2 separate regions of the Siniperca chuatsi genome follow, and region 2 is linked to region 1. A link is a contact called in public Hi-C data. All regions are on one chromosome and are shown on one strand. Each heading gives the region's core, a stretch centred on a gene start, on an enhancer-like site or on the middle of the called end of the contact. The rest is flanking DNA. Distances are from core to core; before and after follow the strand shown.

Evidence for each region. A called contact is a pair of places that touch in the nucleus more often than the background predicts.
Region 2: a contact with region 1 is called in a Hi-C map of liver, with 2.3 times the contacts expected there. The contact joins two enhancer-like sites. A contact is called at or near these places in 2 of 3 Hi-C or Micro-C datasets (liver and skeletal muscle).

What each region holds. Positions count from the first base shown.
Region 1 is chrLG23:6,012,859-6,019,012 of ASM2008510v1, forward strand. pawr (PRKC apoptosis WT1 regulator protein) reads right to left here. Exons shown (of 7, transcript XM_044186691.1): 4 at 3,411-3,445. Among protein-coding and RNA genes, the nearest start is that of LOC122871500, 33 kb to the left of the region's middle. Within about 2 kb of position 3,218, the one cell type or tissue checked has an H3K27ac peak away from gene starts, as active enhancers do. A contact at or near this core is called in liver, where this site is marked.
Region 2 is chrLG23:6,079,607-6,085,557 of ASM2008510v1, forward strand. ppp1r12a (protein phosphatase 1 regulatory subunit 12A) reads right to left here. Exons shown (of 25, transcript XM_044186699.1): 25 at 4,266-5,951. The coding sequence ends at 5,951. LOC122871504 (a long non-coding RNA gene) reads left to right here. Exons shown (of 3, transcript XR_006376882.1): 2 at 460-579; 3 at 3,212-5,340. Among protein-coding and RNA genes, the nearest start is that of LOC122871504, 6.4 kb to the left of the region's middle. Within about 2 kb of position 3,840, the one cell type or tissue checked has an H3K27ac peak away from gene starts, as active enhancers do. A contact at or near this core is called in liver, where this site is marked.

The DNA of each region.
Region 1 (6,154 bases), core at 1,968-4,467:
ACAATGTAATGTAAAATGTAAAAAAACAAGAAATCAGGAAGGGGGCAAACACTTTTGCACACCACTGTACATTCCTCACATTTCTCTGCTGTTGAGGGACTGAAATTGACTGACTGAAATTTCGCCTTGGGGATAAATAAAGAGCTACCTACCTAACTATATCATACTCCAGTAAGACTAAAATTATAGAGAGGAAGTTCGCAATAGAAGAGGAAACTTTCCTTCATTGTATATAGGGATGTACGTTAGTAAGACCATTCTGGCATAAAGTTATGGAAGTCCAGGTTGCTTGGTTTAGCTCAGCAATCACTTTGACTCTTGATTTATGTTTATTAGGTGACACATTTCAAACACCAAATATATCAAAATGTAAATTTTCATATCACCCAGTAGCCTGTCGCGACAATTATGTTATTGACTTATTGTTTGATGTATGGACCTCAATCATTTTTGCTGACCTCGATATTGCCCGTTGTGTTTACATTATTATGTCACCAACATTTTAGCCAACATGATGCCAGAATAAACAGCAGGGTTTTCCCTACCATTATAAGACTTTTTTCACAGCGTCTAAGCCAAATGAACAGAAAAAACTATGCCGAGACACGTTTTGCTGTCGTTTCTGGTTGCACAGCTTCTGTCCTCTCATTGTCTGCTCTCTGTGTAGAGTTTCACCGTGGGTGACGTTCAGGCAGCTCCTCTCTCGAATTCATATATTATATTGTGATTTATTCCCCTGCATGCTGCTCAGAGTAATCGCAGTCCTCGGCGCTTCTGCTAACAGCGCCGGCTCTCCACTCTCCTCTTGCACTGTGTGCAGACAATCAATAGGTGCAGCGTCTGGGGCAGCAGGTTTGAGCTTCTCTCTCTTTCTCTTTGGATCTCTGGATTATAGTGTTCCTATATCTTGTAAATATTTAAATAGTTTGTTTGATCTTCTCCCTCCCTTTGTAGATCTTTTAAAAACTTTTTTTTTTACTTCAGATATATAATGTCCCTGTAGTGAGTTTGTGATTATTTGGCTAAAGAATTCTGTATCTCTCCCTTGCTGCAAACGACACAACCCCTATGCTTTATGCAAATGAATATGATGGAAATGCCCTTAAAATGAAAATAATATCGTTTATCGCTGAGACAATATATCGTCCAACAAAAGTAGTTATCGTGACAGGCCTATCACCCAGCATGACTTTCTGCAGAATAAAAACTTGATGAAAAGTGACAAACTACGTACATGAGCCCCATGATGTAAACAAAGGCTTAACTTTTGTATCTATTTCACTCAGCTCAGTCATTCTTCCTTTTCACTACTGAGCTTACTGTGCCATTTGTCATACACAAGCAGAGGCGGTATTTTTCTGTACCTTGACATTTACAGAACCAACTGTTTATTTTCGCTCATTCTTACAGAGTGCTAAACATTGCAGCGGCATGTTATCTCGTTTCAAGAGTCGTCCCCCCCACACACACACACACAAACAACACACACACACAAGGGTACTCTAGGGTGCTCAGCAGGTGTTGAAGCCAAGCCTAAACATCCATGGCCTCGATACTAAATATCACACCATAGCCCATTAGCACCCTGCAGGGTGAGGTCTGGGGGAGAGAGAGGCTGAGCCAATCACACACGCTTGGGAGCCTCAGCAGGTGGGAAGGAGAAAGCACAGACAGGAGAGCCTATAACAGCAGCAGCCACAGGTTTAACAACGTCTCTCACAAACTCAAGTGTCAATGTGGAATGAGTCAAAACTACACTGGAAACCACAACACACACTCAACCATCTGATTAACACCATGCCTCGCCCTGACACATCCCATTACCTCAAATAGCGAGAAAACATCAAGACAAACTCAATTCAGAGTTGTTTTAAAGATGTAATCAGTAATCCCTAGTAGTCCTCTTGCACAAAATGACCATAATATATGGGTGGGGGCTTGCAAGTGTAGCTGATCAATGCATCCCTCTTTTATCTCAATGGCAGAGATTTCAAGCTTTCTAAATAGGCAGAGCTGGCCCGGGTGTGTTTTGGTTTTGAAAGCTCCAATATCCCAGGCCCCCTAACTATCCAAGATGAGCTACAGTACATATGTAGTTTCTTTTTTCATTTGAAAGATAGAAGGAGCTTCAAACACTGAAAAATGTGTGATACTGAAGAAGTGTTGGGATGTAAGCTAATAAGCCACATAAGCTAATAAGTTAAGTTCTATCAGACATGTTCAAGCCAGACAATATTAAATGCTAGATAATTTAATGGAATTTGATGTGATATGAGACAAGATGGAACACCATGTACCAAGGTTTGTATTAGAGTTCTTTAAATAACATTACAAAAGGAGTTTTTGTGGAGAGCAGGCTGTGCACTCTGTGCAGAGGAATGGCTTGAAAGATAAAGTGACTGATACAGGAGGGTGTTGACAGAAAGGGAGTAAATTAGAGAGAGACACGCATCTATAAAGTTGCTCTATCAGCCATCTTGTGCTGCCTTGCCCACCTGGCAGGTTATCTGTTGCAGAACTACGGAGTGTCCAAGTGTGGCCAGGCCAGCTGATGAGAGCAACAGCCATAATTACATGCCCAGATTGAATGTCAGCTGGTGAACTTGGCTGTTGGGCTTGGCCACAGCTTCACAGTTTGGTTGCAAATAACGCAAAATAAATACACACTGGACACACACAGAGGTTCTCAAAGGACTTCACCACTTATAATGTTGATTGTGTGTTACAGGCTGCATTGTGAGGATTAATCTAATCAATAAATTGCACAATTTTCTTCAAGCATTTGGTCCCTCAACAATTCAGAGGTATACAATGTAAAACATTTAAAATTTGACTATTATTTAATTGATGTTGTAGTATAATAGAAGAAGAATGAAAGAACATTTATTTTGGCCACAATTTTGTGCTCTCTGTCGAAATGTCTACAATAAATTGTATGAAAAAAATAATCTGCGCAGAGGGAGGTGTCTGTCCAAACATCAATCTTCATGGAGGTTGTTTGAAAGTTTGAAAGCCTCTTATCAAATGCCAAAGCAATCTTTACTGAATACAACCACACATTTTAGACTCCAAACCTTTCAAAGCAAATGATTTACTTTCAACACTCCCTGCCAGCTATGGCAGTGAAGTGATGGTCCAAGGTCCAGATGGTGTCCTGTCAACTACTGTTCAAAACAGTCATCTTTCTTGAGCCACAAAAACATGAAAAGAGCAGCACTGATGGAAAAAAAACAACAGTGACGCACAAGAAAAAAGCCCTCAGACCATTTTAGAGGGAATCTGCTCTCGTAATTAATGACTCAAACTGATGTTTCTCATCCCAGCCTCTGTTCCTTCTCTTGACACATTACAAGTGAAGCTGAAGCAGATAAACTCCACTCTCAGTGTCAGGATAATAAAATGAGTCTCACCTCTTGTGGCGGCCGCTTCCAGATCTGGGGGTTTCCTGAAACAAAAAAGGAAAGGAATACTTTCAGTCCAAAAACAATATCTCAAGGGTCTTAACTGCATCGCCAATGCTTTGGAGATTTAAACATTTTTTGAGTAGTGCTGTTAAGACTCTAATTTCAAGTAGTACTGTAATTTAAGAAAAGCAGTATATATCAGAATGAGTTTTGCCTTGAGTTCATTTGCCTTGGGTTGTGTTGGGTCACCAAAGAAGAAAAAACACAAAATCCCATCAACAGGATAAAAGAAATTTATCAGGAGCAGCATTTATAGAAAGCCTTTCGGTTGTGTATGAACGTTTGTGAATAGCAGCTGCTGAGCTGATATATAGATGAGCTTTGTTGCATTTAATAGTTCAGCAAGAGCCCTATAGCCCCAAGTTGTGGAAGGCAATCTTGTTTTGCAACATGGAGGTGCATGTTTATCTTCTTTTCCCATTATTGTATGATCTGAAGGTTGTTTAGATCTATACAGCAGTCATGCTCCAATAAAGTTGCCTTCGGTAAAATAGCTCTTCCCTCAAAAAATGAGGTGCATGTCACAGACGCCGTGAGATGAATACGCATCTCCTCTTTCCTAAGGTCTTGTGCAGTGAAGGGTCTCCGGTTTGACTGAGGAGCCTTGGCTCGGCTACAATCTATCAGTCAGAACTTGGGTTTAGCAGGTGAAGGGAAACGTTGTGCCTGACTCTTAGCATGCACCAGCCTCTCTGTCTCAGTGACATATCATCCATTACCTGTGGGTGAAATCCTGGCCCTCATCTCATCCCTGGCTCAGGCCTGGATGAATTTACTAAGATGGAGGACAGTAAGAGGGCAGTCTGCAGCAGCGCCAGGTCTTACACTAAATAATATCATCTGCACATAAGGCCTGGTTCAAGCAACACCTGGATTTAAGAGCAATTTGATGAATTTTGTTTTAGAAACAGACATTTTCTAGGATTTGGTGTAATCCAACAGCTGCTATTGCTGCACCTGAAAAGCCTGTTCTAGCTGTTCATTCTTTCCCCACAAACTGTCTTATCAGGAATTTAGCTGAAGGCAGGCAGATGGTGCTACTCTACAAGTGTACTGTACTCCAATTCAGACTGGGCCTGAACCCATTAAATTTAATATAGCCTAGGACTTTAACCATGGAGTTGATTTGTCTGAGACTTTTAGAAACTCAAACCCAGGCTGTACATACTGGGGAACAGTAAAGCTTAAGGATTAAGACAAAAATGGAAGGTCAATGTCACACATCTAGGGCTGCAAGTAAAACTTTCATATTCATAATTGTTTCAGTTATTTTCTCAATTAACTAATAGTTTAGTCTGAAAATGTCAGAAAACAGTAAAAAAAACAGTCCTTCACAATTTCCCAGGGTTCTTAAAATTGCTTTTTTTGGTCTGATTTGAGAAGTTGCAATCATGATTACACATTTGTAAAAAGATTTCTGTTGATCGTACTACTATATGCCCGTCCCAGAGTAAATAATTAGGTAAGGGGGAACCAAATCCAGGTTCCCTCTAACAGCCTTCAGTCAATACAGATCACAGTGTAGAAATAAAAAATGCTGTCTAAATGTAAATGTGTGTTTACTCTCTTGCTTCCACAGTCTAGTGTAACTTGAATAAACCAACAGGATTCTTTGTGTATACAACTGACCTGGAAACCCAGCCTGCTGGTTTCCAACAGAAGCCTGACTATGTAGGAAATGACTGTTTCCCCAGAAATTGTAATACAACTTGTATTTAAGATTTAGCATAGTAAGTTTCATATTCAAAGTCTGTTGGCCTACTGACAAGGGTCAGTGGGCTGGATTGATTATTTTCTGAGGTGAAAAAGGGCTGAAATATGAGTCAAAACAACAATATAAGGAAAGGTCACAGCTGTTAACAGACATTGTGAGGCTACTGTATGCCAGTCCTCATTTTGCACATTGTGATATGTGCAGTCAAAACAAAATATATATAGACATTAAAGCTAAAGCAGAGGTTTTATCGCCTGCACCCACTGGCTAGCATGAAAATTTGTGAACCTTTGGGACTGGTATAAATTAAATCCTTATTTCTCCATCGATAGGAAGTGACGAATCAAACTTCAGAACAAGAGAGAACTGCAAAATGTCTCCAAGAGTAATCACAGACTCAGTTGCTCAGTTACAGTGAGGAAAATAAGTATTTGAACACCCTGCTATTTTGCAAGTTCTCCCACCTAGAAATCATGGAGGGGTCTGAAATTGTCATCGTAGGTGCATGTCCACTGTGAGAGACATAATCTAAAAAAAAAAAAAATCCAGAAATCACAATGTATGATTTTTTAACTATTTATTTGTATGATACAGCTGCAAATAAGTATTTGAACACCTGTCTATCAGCTAGAATTCTGACCCTCAAAGACCTGTTAGTCTGCCTTTAAAATGTCCACCTCCACTCCATTTATTATCCTAAATTAGTTACACCTGTTTGAGGTCGTTAGCTGCATAAAGACACCTGTCCACCCATACAATCAGTAAGAATCCAACTACTAACATGGCCAAGAACAAAGAGCTGTCCAAAGACACTAGAGACAAAATTGTACACCTCCACAAGGCTGGAAAGGGCTACGGGGAAATTGCCAAGCAACTTGGTGAAAACAGGTCCACTGTTGGAGCAATCTTTAGAAAATGGAAGAAGCTAAACAGGACTGTCAATCTCCCTCGGACTGGGGCTCCATGCAAGATCTCA
Region 2 (5,951 bases), core at 2,590-5,089, 67 kb after region 1:
TGTGATGCAAGGAGAGCATATACAGAATTTTGTTCATGTTCCCCGGTGATCCTGGATTTGAACTCTTGAGCTTCCTGTCACAAGCCTGCTGTGGTATAACCCTCCTCTGTGTACATGTGAGTCAGGAGTTTTGCAGTGAGCTACATGGTCAGCAGCAGGAAGGAAGTTAAGTAGAGGGACAACAGAGAGCTTTAGGTGACACACTACCTATAAAACAGAGAGTGTGAAAGTCAGCGTAGGAACATTCTCACAGTTTGGTAGGGAATCCAAAATAACAGACCTTGCAGAAATTGTCACCAAACTTCATCTATGTGTACTTAATTAATAAAACCCTCTGCAGCTATAAGGACATTCACATTAGTTTAGCAAAAAGGCTAACATATTACTTTGCTGCACAATGAGCCCGGCCCACAGCCCTCATGTTCCTGGTGGTGAGGAAGGTTCCTCTTTGTTCTACAGATCCAGTCCTCTGTCCAGCTCGCAGGCTTGTCCGTTATCCCCTCTGTGCCCTCCAACGGCTCCCAGTACCGTCCCATTGCCATCTGCAGGGTGCCATCTGTTGATGATGATGGCGTGATGGTAGGTGACTGGGTGGGTCACCGTGCCAACCTCCTCCCTTTAGCTTTGTGTTGGCTGCACACACTGCAAAAAATTCTTCTAAACTCATACTCGATCTTTTTTAATGTTTTACTAAAACTGTTTTACTACTAAAACTCACTTGTGTCCTGCATAACTCAACTCAGCTTAAGAATTTTCTAATGGCATTGTTTTGATACTAGTGGAAGCATCATCTTTGCTTCATATTGTTACCACTTGATTCGTCTTATTGAAAACTTATAGACAATCTTAACACAGATGGAACTGCAATGGAAACAACGTAACGAAAGATTTTTTCCCCATTTGTTTTAGAAAAAAATAAGAAATTAAAGGTCCAATTCTTAATCTTTATAACAATGTAAATTTGAACCAAATTTGTAAATACAATTGTAGAATTTGATATATAGCTGAAAAATCTGCATTTGTGTGTTACTCAACTCATCATAATTGAGAATATAGTCTTATTTTACTGTTGTGTTTACAAATAATGCTGATGTAAACAAACCTTTGACAGCAAAGGACATTAGATTTTGTTGTTGTCTAGTGTTAGTCCCTGCATTAGAAGACCTGTCGATTAATTCGGTAGTGATAGATGTCTGCTGTTTACATTTAGATCATGGATTTTACATTTAAGACTCAATCTAAGACTACATGACTTGTTGATGATTTTTTGCAGTGCACCCCTTTGCGGGCAGATCAGCTTACTGGAGTCACTTCATAATTATCATAATAATGTCATAATGTCTGAATACTGAAGCACACACTCAAGTTAAATTTGGTGCATGAGGTTTGTATTCTGTCTTCTTCCCAGCTCCTTCATTGACTTTAAGAGGAATTAAAAAGCTAATATAAAAACTCTGCAGCACTATACAGAACAAATAGTTATCGAGATAACATATTTATACATTCCCCTGCAGCTACTCTTCCGTATGAATCAATTACATCACTTGTTTTGTGTCTCAACTCATATTTAAGGTCGATTTAGCAGTTTCTGCCAAAAATGCATTCCTTAACTCTCAAAAAGGGGTAAGTCTACTTTTTCACTGAGTAATTTTACTGAACAATATCAAGCCACCAACTTCTTCTTATGGCTCTTTATCTGGCTGCAAGCAATATTTTAGTCAAGTATCTAGGGCTTATTATTTGATTAATCGTTTAGTCTATATATTGTCAAAAACGAATGAAAATTGTAAATTCCCAGAACCCATGGTAACACATTCCAGTTGCTTATTTTGTTCAAAACCAAAAGATATATTACACTTAGCCTATATAAAACACAGGAAAAAAATTCAAATTTGGAAAGATGGAGCCAGTTTCACCTTAATAAACAACTTAATTGGTTATAATTGTTGATTAATACTCTGTCAGCTGTCTATTTGATTAATTAATTTATCATTTACCACTGCAGTTATCAGTCCTCTCCTTGTATAACCTCTTGAATGTTCCCATGATACTTTACAGTGCAGGATATTTAAACGTCCTATTAATGCAGCTGGTGACACCACAGTCAAAGAGTCTGAGACGTCTCTATATCGTCTTTTCTAGATTTATTCACACCAACTCACCGCTGGTTTTCTAACAGACTGTGTTTGCTTTCAGTGACAGATTCCAGCTGTCACTTCATCAGGATGCCTCGATTTGTCATTGTTTGTCATCGGAAAGAAACCCCCGCTGCTGTTTGTCCTCAGCGCTGAGGGGTTTTGCTCATCCAGTGTGTCTAAGTCTAGTGTGTGTTGGGGGTTTAAAATTGCAGTTGGTGAGGAGGTTTGTTTGGCTTGCTGCACTTTACGGTAGAGAAGACAGGGAGATTAGGCCATGGCGGGAATATAAAAGGAGTGCGAGTGTCTGACAGCAGTTGCCAAAATCTAATTCCTTCTTTATGGATGATTTCCAACATAGAAAAGCACAGCACGTCATCTCATGGTGGAGCTGCTGTCAGGAATCAAAGAGACCAGTCAGCAATCATGAGCATTTTTTTAGGTCTCTAAAGCTTCTGCTGAGACTTATTACTGGTCACATTTCTAGTACCTAACACGTTCTGACTATAACACTTAATTAAAGGGCCATGTTTTATTCCAATTTACTACAAATCACGTGTACTTTACATTTCTGCTGACCATTTTTTAGAAACAAAGGCTGAGAGTATGTGGACACCTGTACTTTACACCCATATGTGATCATCATTGAATCCTCTATTCCAAAGATTCTTGTTAAAATACTGAGCAGGATTAATTTACAGCTGCAGGGATGACATGCATAAAAAATCCTGCAAGTTATTAAATTTAGTCCTAACCCTTCCCAGATCAGCAAACCCACAATATAATAATCTGGTTCAAAGTTGCCTGCAATTGAATGAGCTAAAGTATAGATGAAAGCCTGCTGAGCAACATTTATCATCTACAACAGTTGCAGATTAGACATCAGAATGCACACATTGAGGTATAGCTCGCTATAATGACAGAAACTAATAACCTCATGTTGTCCTCTTTGCCTTTGAGCCTGGCAAACGAAATGAAAAGGCAACATTAATTCAAACCATTTGTTACTATAATTTCATGGGGACCCTTTTTAAGGCCAGGAATCTGTCTAATAGATCTTTTTTTCTTCTGTCAAGGTCCTGATGAAGACATTCTGCTCAAGATGGTTGTGGAAGCATGTCCATGTCACAGTACAGACACAAACCAGACTTCTTAACCAAGTGCTGAGGCAATGGAAAATAGAAAACCAGACACTTTTGCATGACTGTGGGCAATTATAGCAGATACCACCGCTTATCCCCAAAGCTTAATCTAAAGATTGGAGCCCATCATCACAGGTCTAAACAGCAAGTCACACCCAGTGAGCTATTACTGACAATACATGCAAAAACTAGAGCTTACAGTAAAGTACAATCACTGTCATATAAATCACAAAGAGGAATATGTCTTTTCTCCAGTGCTTTATAGTTGTGCATAGGTTATCTAACGCTGGGCTGCACTTTATTTGTTTTAAATCCGCTGCCATCTGGGATTACAATAAAAAACAGTGAAACGGTGCAGATTCAGGAGTATGAATACATCTGTAAGGATTTTAGGCTCAGGGAGGACAGGGAGAGCAGTCAGCATTCTGCTGTTGTTGTAGAGCTGCAAACTTGCTTCCAAGAGACAGTGACTCCTATTACTGGAGAAGCAGAATGGTTGAGATCTGCTGATTAAAGATCTTGAGGTCAAGACATTTAACATTGTAATGTGCAGCTGAATAGGACTCGTGACTCCTGTCTCTGCATGTCTATGTTTATGTGGGTGTGAGTGTGAGCTAAGTGTTTCAGTATCCAGTGTTACATTTGCATTTAAGTGTGCGGATTAGTTCAATTAAACAAAAAGACATTGCCCTGATCAGAACTATATACTCACTAGCTAAAAAAAAAAAAAAAAAAACAACCCCTCCACTATAGTAAAATAATGTTAAGCACACCTGACTGAGTCTGCAAAGCTGTGCACCATCTACTGGTATGATGGAGTGCAGCAACTCTCTATTAGAGATGGAGCATGTACAATTAAAGTAAGTACAAGATATGACCTTAAACTTCATTTTCAGAGGTATACATGATCAGCGTAGCCAGATATACCTTTCATGGTTATCAAAACCCATTTAAATAATTAAACATGATGAAAATAATCAGACATGGGAACTTTACAATGTACAAGTTTATTTTTAATTAACTCTTCAGTGGTTGGTAGTCACAGCACAGCTTGCATGTATTAAGCCACACACCTATTTTACAAGATGACGGGGAAAAAAAAAATAAAGAAAATAACAAAAAGTCTAAACCAGAGTAGATGGTCATCAGTCCATCTGCAGTGACTTTTTTTTTTTTACTTTTACTAAAATATCCTTAAAAGGCCACTGAAATGCATAAAATGTTTTCAGATGCATGAAATGTCTGATGGTGGCAAGTTGCTTTAACCTGACATCAAGACTCCTCACATGGCATTGACAGTGCATGTAGACATTGTAAAAAGGACTGGGTTAGCGATACCTAAGATATTTATTTTTTTTTAGTGACAACACCTTGGCTATAATACTACAGCTTTAAAAAATTGGAAACAAAATTAACAGCACTCTTTCAAGATACTGAATACAATGAAAGTGAAATGTAGTGAAGCGATTTTTTTTTGTTTTATCTCACAATTATGTGAACACTTATTTTAAACTGGAAAAAAGCACTGAACACTGCAAGCCGTCCCGTGTAAGAGAGAGAGGCTCTACTGTACTGTATCCAATGTCTTTAGACTATAAAAGAAAAATAATTAAAACACACCTTTTTGTCCTCTGGAATTTGTATACTTTTAATAGTAACAGACGGGAACCATAAATGCATGCCATGTGCTGGTCTCAAACAAATACATACAGGTATATACAGCATCACTCAGTACCTGCTAAAACAAAGTGAGAAATACAGGGTATAAACTGACTACACTACAAACTTAAAACAAAAAAAAACAAAGAAGAAGAGGAGGAAGGTGAGCGATGAAGCGGTGGAAGAGTGAAAAATCCTACATGTGATGGACTCATCATTAAAGCATTAAAAAAAGAGAAAGAAATGCATATTGCACATACAGTGAAAGCTTAAATTCCACCAGGTCCGCCTCGTTTCGCTAAAGCGAGAATTCAAAATTTTCCCTCTTGGAGGAAGACACACAGAGGTACAAAAATGGGTGAGTGTGGGCAAGTGTGTGTGCGCATTGGTGATCTGTGTGTGGGGAAAAAACAGGAGAAATTAGGGGAGGCCAAAAGGAGATGATATGGGACAGAAGTGGCACTGTGAGGGGTTTAGGAGGGAGGGAGGAAACTGCACAGCACACAACACTTACACAGGGAGAAGAAACAAAAAGAAAATTACATCAGAGATTGTGGCACAAATAAAATCAGGTGTTGGATAATATCTGTTCTTCAGTGATAGTTGAGAGAGAGAAGAGATCGATGCAAGTGTTTTTTCTTTTTCTGTTTATGTACAACTAAGGCTTATTGGTTAAATAGTTTTCAGGCTTCCCTACCCACAATGCTTTTGCATGCTGATCACACAACCCTTTTTCCTTTTGCTCTGTAAACTCAGTGGTTCTATCTGGACAGCAGCCACACAATCAGGTGGATTATAGTCGAGGAGGTGGTGCAGGGGCAGATGGATGGATGGATGGATGCTGCAGTGGTGGAGGAGCAAAAGGGAGATAAAGAGTTGGGAGGAAAAAAAGAACAAAAAAGGAGTCTTGTCTCTGATGTCTGTTGCAATTAATATCTAAATGTGCAATTCCATTAGTCACTGCCATGGGGGACTAGGGGGTGCAGAAGATGGGGCGCAGGGTGGGGGTCTGTTC